Linked DNA regions of Mus musculus: region 2 is linked to region 1. The links are chromatin contacts, called in public HiChIP or PLAC-seq maps. All regions are on one chromosome and are shown on one strand. The core of a region is the stretch at or near the end of the contact, and the rest is flanking DNA. Distances in the headings are between cores, read along the strand shown. Region 1 overlaps Gm41512 (a long non-coding RNA gene). Region 2 holds the start of Zbtb21 (zinc finger and BTB domain containing 21).

The links. HiChIP or PLAC-seq counts read pairs in DNA pulled down with a chosen protein or histone mark.
Region 2: an H3K27ac HiChIP or PLAC-seq map of extraembryonic endoderm stem cells shows a contact between it and region 1. The contact joins the promoter of Zbtb21 here to the enhancer-like site in region 1. A contact is called at or near these places in 7 of 39 promoter capture datasets (the 3T3-L1 cell line, embryonic stem cells, hippocampal neurons and 2 more) and 2 of 115 datasets of contacts at active chromatin or transcription factors (extraembryonic endoderm stem cells and pancreatic cancer cells).

Annotation. Positions count from the first base shown.
Region 1 is chr16:97,663,495-97,667,705 of GRCm38.p6, forward strand. It overlaps Gm41512 (a long non-coding RNA gene), which reads right to left. Exons shown (of 3, transcript XR_876311.2): 2 at 3,462-3,722; 3 at 1-2,611. Among named protein-coding and RNA genes, the nearest start is that of Gm41512, 5.1 kb to the right of the region's middle. Within about 2 kb of position 2,252, at least 46 of the 459 cell types and tissues checked have an H3K27ac peak or open chromatin away from gene starts, as enhancers often do. A contact at or near this core is called in extraembryonic endoderm stem cells and pancreatic cancer cells, where this site is marked.
Region 2 is chr16:97,960,877-97,965,281 of GRCm38.p6, forward strand. Zbtb21 (zinc finger and BTB domain containing 21) reads right to left here and starts at 1,746. Exons shown (of 3, transcript NM_175428.4): 1 at 1,538-1,746.

The sequences.
Region 1 (4,211 bases), core at 1,002-3,501:
AGAGAGGCCTAGGTGGGGAAGAACTCTGGCCAGAAGACAGTAGGGAGCTGAAGCCAGCAATATAAAATCTATCAAGGGGACTTGCAAAGAACTGGCCCAGGTAGCTGTGATACCCTGAAGAATCTAGCCTATCTGAAGGGATCCTAAACTCACAGAAACGTAGGTAACTGATGTTTAGAGCCACTTGACTGGGGTAATCTGTTACACAGCTGTAGCTAACACATACAGAGCCTATCATAGGCCCTCTGGATCTCTATGGGTAGGTGGAAGTAAAACATACATAGCCTCTGAAGCAAAGGCAGGATCTGGTCCTCTTCAGAGGCATGTGTTCCACTGGGTCACAGTGCCAGGGGTACAGGGCACTGAGGGGCTGGTACCTACTCTGTGACCTGGCAGCCACACAAAGCTGGATATGAAGGTGATCTGGACACATGAGCAGAGCTGGTGTTTGTCCCTGAAACATCAAATTGGCCAAGTCTTCAAAGAGCTACATCTCAGAGATCTATTCCCCCAAGGAGCTCTCCACAGGACCATCCCAACCTCCCTTGAAGAGCTTGATCTCATGGGACCTCCCCACACTAAGCACTTAGAGAGCTAGGTTCTATGAGACTTCCCCACACTCAATGCCCGAATACCTGTGTCCCATGGACCTTCCCCACACTCAGCACCTAAAGAGCTAGATCCAGGCACAGCGTCTCAAGAGTTCATCAATGTATGGACCAGGTCCCTCTGGATGGCTAGTGCCTGGAGCCTACAATGGTCAGTTTCTATGAATCTCTCACTCCAGTTAATTGAGCCAGGCTGCACTGCTTCTGTATGGCTTGTCTCCTTGCTCCATCCATAAAAAGACAGCTACGTAGGGTATGTTCCATCTGACATAATAGACAGGATCTTGGGCAAGAAGAGGAGCTGAGCAAAGATGGAGCTATAGTCTCCCTGTATGGGTGAGCCAGCATATGAGGGCTTGGTGCTGGCAGCTAGGTTGTAGGTTTGGCATTTCATCTTATCCAGCTGGTATGAGACCAGGCAAGCCTTTAGGGCATGGGTTATGGTAGCTATCTGAACATCTGACAAATAAACAGAGAAAACAAGCATAAGGAGTGTTTCCGGGTTTATACCTCAGCTCTGCCTTAGTCATCCACTGGGTATCTCTGGATCTGAGCAGAGTGCTGGCCACTATACCAAGCAGACTTACCTGCAGCACTCTGCTACTGGAGCAAGCACTACCTGAAGCCGGTCACACACTCAGCATCTGTGTTCCTGAGCTGCCTCCTCAAGGTTTAAAATGTCTTCAAAGACTTCTATCTCATCCTTGAAGACCATGGAGTATGGAGATGTGTTACACATTTGCTTTAAAATAGAAAGAACCCTGTGGTCCATGAAATAATCCATGTAAGAAGACTTTTCTTAGGATTACTATTGTGATGAAACACGATGACCGACAGCCCCCAAGCCAGTAAGTTCTGGCGCTGATAGTGGTTTGGAGATGGGAACATCTGCCCTTTCCTAAAGCAGCTCACTGGGGTGCCAGCCCCTGGCATGGGGCTTTCAGACCTTACCTGGGGACTGAAGTGGCAGAGGAAGTGAATACCTGGTCCAGTATTCACAATCTTCCCTAAGCTCCCTAACCAGGTAGCTTAAGCCATCTTTCTCCTTCCTCTCTTCCTACCATGGTCCTGATACCTGAAAGGAAAAGTCTAGACTCTTTTGGTAGTGATGCAATGACATGCTAATTTCATACTCAGAAGTATTGACAGCAAAGCTCATCCATTGAACCCAGAAGGGGACATCATGACATTGTCCAGGCACCCCTGTCTACCCTGTGCATTGGGGACTGGGGTGCTCCCTGGGGAACTCCCTGGGAATTCAAGGCAAACTGTGTGTTTTGGTTCAGAGAGGCTGAATAACTGCTTAGGCAGGTGACAAGTAGCTGCAAAAACCTGGAAAGAATCCCAAAGGTGATGCTACTAAAGTTGCAAATGAGGACCAAAGCCAAGCCAAGAATAACATAAAGTTGTGTGTTTCTTCTTGAGTACCAGACCAGTGTCACTTAACCCTCTATGGCCCTGGAGAAGAGTGTCAAATGGCCCCTTCTTACAGTTGAGGCTGCAGGGTTATTAAAAGGTTCACAGCTAAAAGGTTGAGTTGGGTTCATGACCTCTGCGGAGACATACCACACCACACCACACCCTACCCCACCCTACTCCTGTGCACCCAGCTCAGTCCCTCCCCAGTGTGGAATGGTGGCCCCAGGCCAGACAGCAGCAGACTCCTTGGTGAACTAGCAGTGCTGAGCCAAAGCAAGCAGCCTAGGTCCCACAGTGTATGTGTAGAGAGACCTGGGGTTTTTTGCTATCTCTGGTAAAGGAAGACAGCTATCCCCCTGAGCAGTCCAAGGCTGGGTTCTCAGGAATGACTTACCTTTCCCTGCAGAAACATTCTTGATCCAGTAAATGTCTACACAGAGGCAGAGGGGTAGTTACTGCTCTTGTCCTACAGTTCAGGCTTACAGTTGAAGTCCTAAATCCCTGTGCCTGTGGAGGTGACCTCGTTTGGAAATAGGAAGGAGTCAGTTGATATTAGATGAGGTCAGGCAGAAGTGAGGCAGGTCCTACGAGACAGAAATCATGGAGGAGGCTATGTGCAGATATAAGCGGAGACTAGGATGATATTACTCCAAGCCAAGGACACCACAAGCAATACAGAGGTGAGAAAGGGACAGGAGGCAAAGCCACCTTTGGTCTCAGGCTTCCCACCTCCACCACTGTAAGAAAACACAGCTGTGTAGTGGAAGGTGGATGCCTACAGCTTTTATTGAGCTAGCACCAGCATTGCAGGCCCCTGCAGGAGCAGAGAAAGGAAGAGAAGGGAACTTAAAGTGAACTTGATGGTGTGACCAGCCACGACTGACATCAAGGAGGTGGAGGCTGGAAGCAGAGGCCATATTTAGTCACCTAGAAGAAGCGAACTTGCAGCTTCTGTCCTACCCAGACCTCACTCCTGAACTCTGTGTCTACTGAACATTTCCTGTAAGGATCCAGACAGCACCTCACATTGCATCGCAGGAACTGAGCCCTGCCCCCCCCCCACACACACACACACACTCCCGTGGTTGTTCCTTGCCCTCTTCTTGCTGCAGGTGACCATCAGGCTCTTGGAACAGATTTGGCACCTGCCCAGCTAAGGTTTCATTCCCGGGTCCCATTCATGGCCATATAGAGGGGAGCATTGCCGGTTCTCAAATGCTGCCTCCTTCATCTCCAGACTCCAACAAAGCAGGCCTTCCTTGTCATCACTTGAGACTGCTACCCAGCTGCCCACATGCCCTGTCAATGACTGAGAAAATTCACATTTATCTAGTAGCTCAACCCACTTTGGTTCCCCCGTTCTTCAGACAAATCCACAGTGAATGTCCATTCTGGCCACACTCAATCCCTCCTTATGCTCTCTGAGGTGCCTACCTGTCCATACAGGATGTATTTAGTCAGCAAACCTTATGTATTCTCTCCCTCTGGCCTACATTCTATCCTCTGTCACTGTGACCTGCTTCAAGAAGCATCCTGAAGCCTATGGAGAATGGGAGGTACCCTTCTGCAGGCATTTCCACAAAGTGCTCACGGGTTGTCCTTGTATGTATTATTGCCTGTCATTGAACTTCTGATCCCTGCAGGCATGAACAGCAGCTGTGCTTATCCAAGCTTGTGGATGGTCCTGGGGTGGCCCTGAAATGGGAACCAAGAAAGCCAGTAAACAAAGAGACCAGGAAAGGCAGGACTTGGCAGGGTGAGGACTTCTTCTTGTATTCAGTCACTAATTTCTTCCCCTGATGGTACTCAGTTCTTTGTGTATTGTAATGACACAAGGTGACATAAGCATGTGTTCAACACTGAAGCAGACTGAATAGGTCAGGCCCTCCCCTGCACACTGAAGATGTCTCCATCTGCAGAAGGAAATCTTTGAAGGCAGGGTCTTGAGGGAATCTTGACTTTCCACGGCAGAGTGCAGCTGAGCAGCATCTTGCTGTGCTGGCCTGTCATCTCAGCTATTCAAGAGCCTGAGGCAGGAGTGCTGGTTCAGGTTCTGGAAACTACAGGGCCAATTCAAGGATGGACCTTGCAATTTGGTGAGATGCTATCTCACAAATAAAAAGTAAAGGGAGGGCTAGGGGTGTGGATCAGTGGTAGAGCAATTGTCCCTCGTGCCAACTGCAG
Region 2 (4,405 bases), core at 496-2,995, 300 kb after region 1:
TCCATCTGTATCTCTGCTCAGACTTCTTCAGGCCCCACCCCCTTCCTTCTAAAGAGATCCATCTCAGTGAAGTCACTTGTCCTACATGGCACCTGTGATCCACACTTTCACACCTGTTTGTCTTCAATCATCACCTTCTTAGGTTGGATGATGCCAGCCATATCTCCTCTGGCAGAAAATTATTCTTTCCTTTGCCCTTTGGCCAATCTCTGATACTTGTAAATCCAGCCCTTTAAGCTCTAGTACTGGGACAACTAAAATGGCTTCTCAGTTATCTCCTTGTCTAGAGACCTCTACGCTACTTCTTTTGTTGCTGTTGTCATATCTAATATTCTCCACCACACAATACTGTCAGTTCCTCAAGGGAGAGTTTCTATTAACAATTTCTATTTCCTAAGAATGACACTCCCTATACTTTCAATAAATACTAAATGAAAACACTATGCTGTTAAGTGCATCGGCTGAATTAAAGAGTCATTTTTACGTAAGCCAAATTTCTACTTTAACGTCAATATTTAGGGGTAAGGTTAAGGGTAATGATTAATCACTAGAAGTGGAGGAAGGTTTTCAGTGGAAACACTAACATGGATTAACCTACTTTCAGCCTCTGAAACAAGGTGGGAGGACCATGAAACAAACCCAGGAACTTATGACTCAGGGTCATGCTGATGAACAATCACCAGACTATGCTGTAACACAGATAGATGTCCAAAGATGTAGAAGCGATTGGAGTTCATGCAACACACAAAAAAATGCCAAGCTTCAAAGGGCGGCTCAGTGTCCCCCAACACCACCCCTGTGTCGGGCAACCTTAGGGAGTACCTGTTTAAGGCTCTCTGTACACGTTCTGTAGTGTGCGGTTCTCCAGAACCCAGAGCCTCGGGGGCACATATGTGCATGGTTCTTTGATTACAAGGTGCAGTCTCTGCAGAGGAAGCACTCAAAGGTGCTCCAAATAACCAAGCCAGGGAGATGGGGGAGACCCCGGCCAAGATGTGAGCTGCAGGGAGGTCTTCCGTGCTATGTCCCCGAAAGAGGGTCTTTCTCCTAAGAAAAGCCTTGGGCCCGAGGGTGGGGGTGAGGGGTCCGATAGGGTGTGCATGGGCAAACGAGGTGGCCCCAGAGGTGCTGGCTGCCAGGCTGTCACGTTCCAGCCGCTGCAGGTGTGGGTGCCGCCGCCGCCGCCACCGCCCGCCAGTTTCCCAGCCCCGCGCGAGCGCGCGCCGCCCGCCCGCCCCAGAGAGCGCGCCCTAACCCGCAGCGGCGTCTCAACGGCTATGCTGTGGCCAGCACCCCAGACGCACACCGCGGCTACTCAGGCCGCCCGGGCCAGGGTGAGCAGCTCAGCGGCCTGGAGGCTGAGCATGCGTAGGAGCGAGGGCGAGGCCAAATGCGGGCAGAGAGCATGCGCAGTGCTTGGACACGCTCGACTACGTGGGAGTCTGGGCATGCTCGGTGAGGACCGCGGCCCCGCGCACGCGTAAAAGGGCCCGACGCCCGCAACCCACTGGTGGAGGAAAAAAAGAAGAGAAATCACCTCAGAGTTACGTCAGGAAAGGCCGCGTTTTGCGGAGAGGCCGTAGTCCCCGACCGGGCCCGACGTCCTCCTAGGGCGCGGAGCGTGACGGTTACTCACCGCTCTTCAGCCCTGGGGCAGGCGCCAAGCCCCTTTCCGCTCACACTCGGCTCGCGCAACCCGCAGCCTCCACTGCCGCTGTGATTCCATCCATCTTGAATTTGACGTCATCCCACACCAGGGATGAGGTCATCGCAAGCAGCGCTCGTCACGTGCGTGGCGCTGGGATTGGGTGCCGGGCGGCTGGGGGCGGGCCGAGGGCGGGCCTGCGGGAGCGCGGCCGCGTTGGGTCCGGCGCGTTGGTGCCTCTCCGGTGAGGCGCGGGCACGAGCAGCAGAGCGTAGGGACGCCCCCAGGGTACGCATGTGGTCGCGGAAAGCCCCTGAATGCGGAATGTGGAGCTATCGGGAAAATAGCTCATCTCCATTTCTTCCTCCTGGAGAAAGCGGCAGTGAACAAGTTGGGTTCCCAGGTTCCCCTTATTCGCTCTGTGGCTTTTTCAAACACATATCCAAACCTTACCCTTTTAAAATGGTGTTGAAGCTGGGAAGGGTGGTGCATGCAAGGAATCCCATCATCCAGGACACTGAGGCAGATTTCCCGTTAACTATTCTGAACTACAGAGTGAGGCCCTGGCTCATTTCAAAACAAAAGACAAAGAACGATTAACCTTTTTCCCTGCAACACCAGTTCTCTTTTAGCCTCTTTGCATGAAAATTACAATGCCATTTGTCAGATGACTGTACGCCAAAACCAGGCAGCTGGGTAACAAATGCCAAACTACAAATTCCAGCTGTGAAGAAAGGGTCTCTAGGCCACGGAAGTTTTCTAGAGCCTGGAACATAGCAGCAGACAGTCTCAACAAGTGAAATTTCTGTAACAGACTTTAAAAATGCCTAGATCCGCCGGGCAATGGTGGCGCACGCCTTTAATCCCAGCACTTGGGAGGAAGAGTCAGGCAGATTTCTGAGTTCGAGGGCCAGCCTGGTCTACAGAGTGAGTTCCAGGACTACAGAGAAACCCTGTCTCCAAAAACAAAAACAAAAACAAAACAAAAGCCTAGATCTTAAATTAGGTGTTCTATGTTTCAAGAAGTGTGTGGTTTTCAAGTATGCTTCTGAAGGTGGGTTTTAACTACGTGAATCAAGGTGAAACAGCATTATGAAGTGTGTGAGGGATATGTGGAGAAAGGAATCTTGCAATAGGTAGATCCATTGGGGGGGGGGACAGACTCCAAATGAATAACTCTGAGTATTTAGTTTTTTTTTTCATTTCAAGACTATGCCCTTTAGAATTTCACACTGAAAGTTCTCTTCTGCAATCATTCAAGGGTTTTTTTTTTTTTTGGTTTGTTTATTTGTTTGTTTGTTTTTAATGTATTTGTATTTGAACTGTATGGCAGTTAAGCAAGAAGTGGTCTTGTAAAGAGGGATTTGAGAGGACCACACACCATTGGGCCTCTTTTTTACATGCAGAAAATCAGTATGGAGCTGCAGAGCCTATGGCCCAGAGAGAAGCCAGATTCGTTTGTTTTGTTTTGTTTTGTTTTGTTTTGTTTTGTTTTGTTTAACCACATGGAGTGCAAAGCAACCTCCCTCCAACTGTTTGCCAGCTCAGTTGCTGTATCTGCAGTGCATGCTGCCTGTACTCTGGTGTCTCCATGTTCAAACAAGGTTGCCAGTTCTCTGAATCTGACCTAACTGCCAAATACAACAGAAACCTTTGGATCTTTCATACACCTCTGGCTTATGATATATTATTGGTTCCTTCTTCTAACTCAGTGACAGTGCTGTGCCACTTTGCCCTGGACTTCCTGCCCCTGGTTTGCACCTTCGTGGCTTCCTGTATTATTTCCTTTGCTACCTGCCCATCCACACACTTTTCATTTCTGAGGTCTGTGGTCTTACTTTGCGTTTCTGAGGTCTGTGGTCTTGCTGGTCCTGTTACTCTGTGCTACCTCATCTATGCCAGGGAAGATACTCTGGCAGTACAGTCACTTTAAGTGTGTGTGCCCACACCCATGTGCACACACAAAACTTTCTAACTGCTCTTCCAGCCTCCAGGTTTTACTCCACCCTGGCTTTGCAACCAGGGTGGAGACTTATCTTATTTTAAGATAAGTCTTAAAATGCTACCTTACTCCAGTGTGAACACTAGGTTCTCCATTGTTTTTAGGGGAGAATTGAACTTCATCCTGTGATGACTTAATAGCTTGACCCCCATCTGTGAAAGCAAACCTTGCTTGTTACCCTTCTCAACTCACCTCTGGGCTTCAGGTATGTTGATTCCTCACTGGAGCTACCCTGTATCTTCTACCTTGTCCTGTCATCTGTAATTGCTCTGGGATTCTGTTGCTTCTATGCTCTTCCTGTCACTTCAACTTTATTCTAGGGTTGATGCTACACCTCTGTGCTCATTAGTGCCTTTTGTGGGGTTTGTCTATTGCCACCTGTATGTGCCTTTGAATTTGTCCCCCATAGGCTTCATGCCTGGCTGTGTGTGGAAGACCAACTCTGACAGTGTGGTCATCGATCTAAGGAGGGGATGTGGGGTTGGTGATAATGTAAAGCAGGCGCACACTCACACCTACTTGGTGGATGAAGCAAGCTTCAATGAGCAAACTCTAACAATGTCACACATATACATACATACACACAACATACATACATACATACCAAACATATATTCCTACATTCATACACATTCACGCACATTTGGTAGATGGAGCAAAGCTTTAACAAGCAGGCTCCAACAACTTTATTTTTTCTTTTAGCCTTTTTATACCATCTAAGACAAAGTTATCTGTGTAAGAAAACAATTACCTCATAG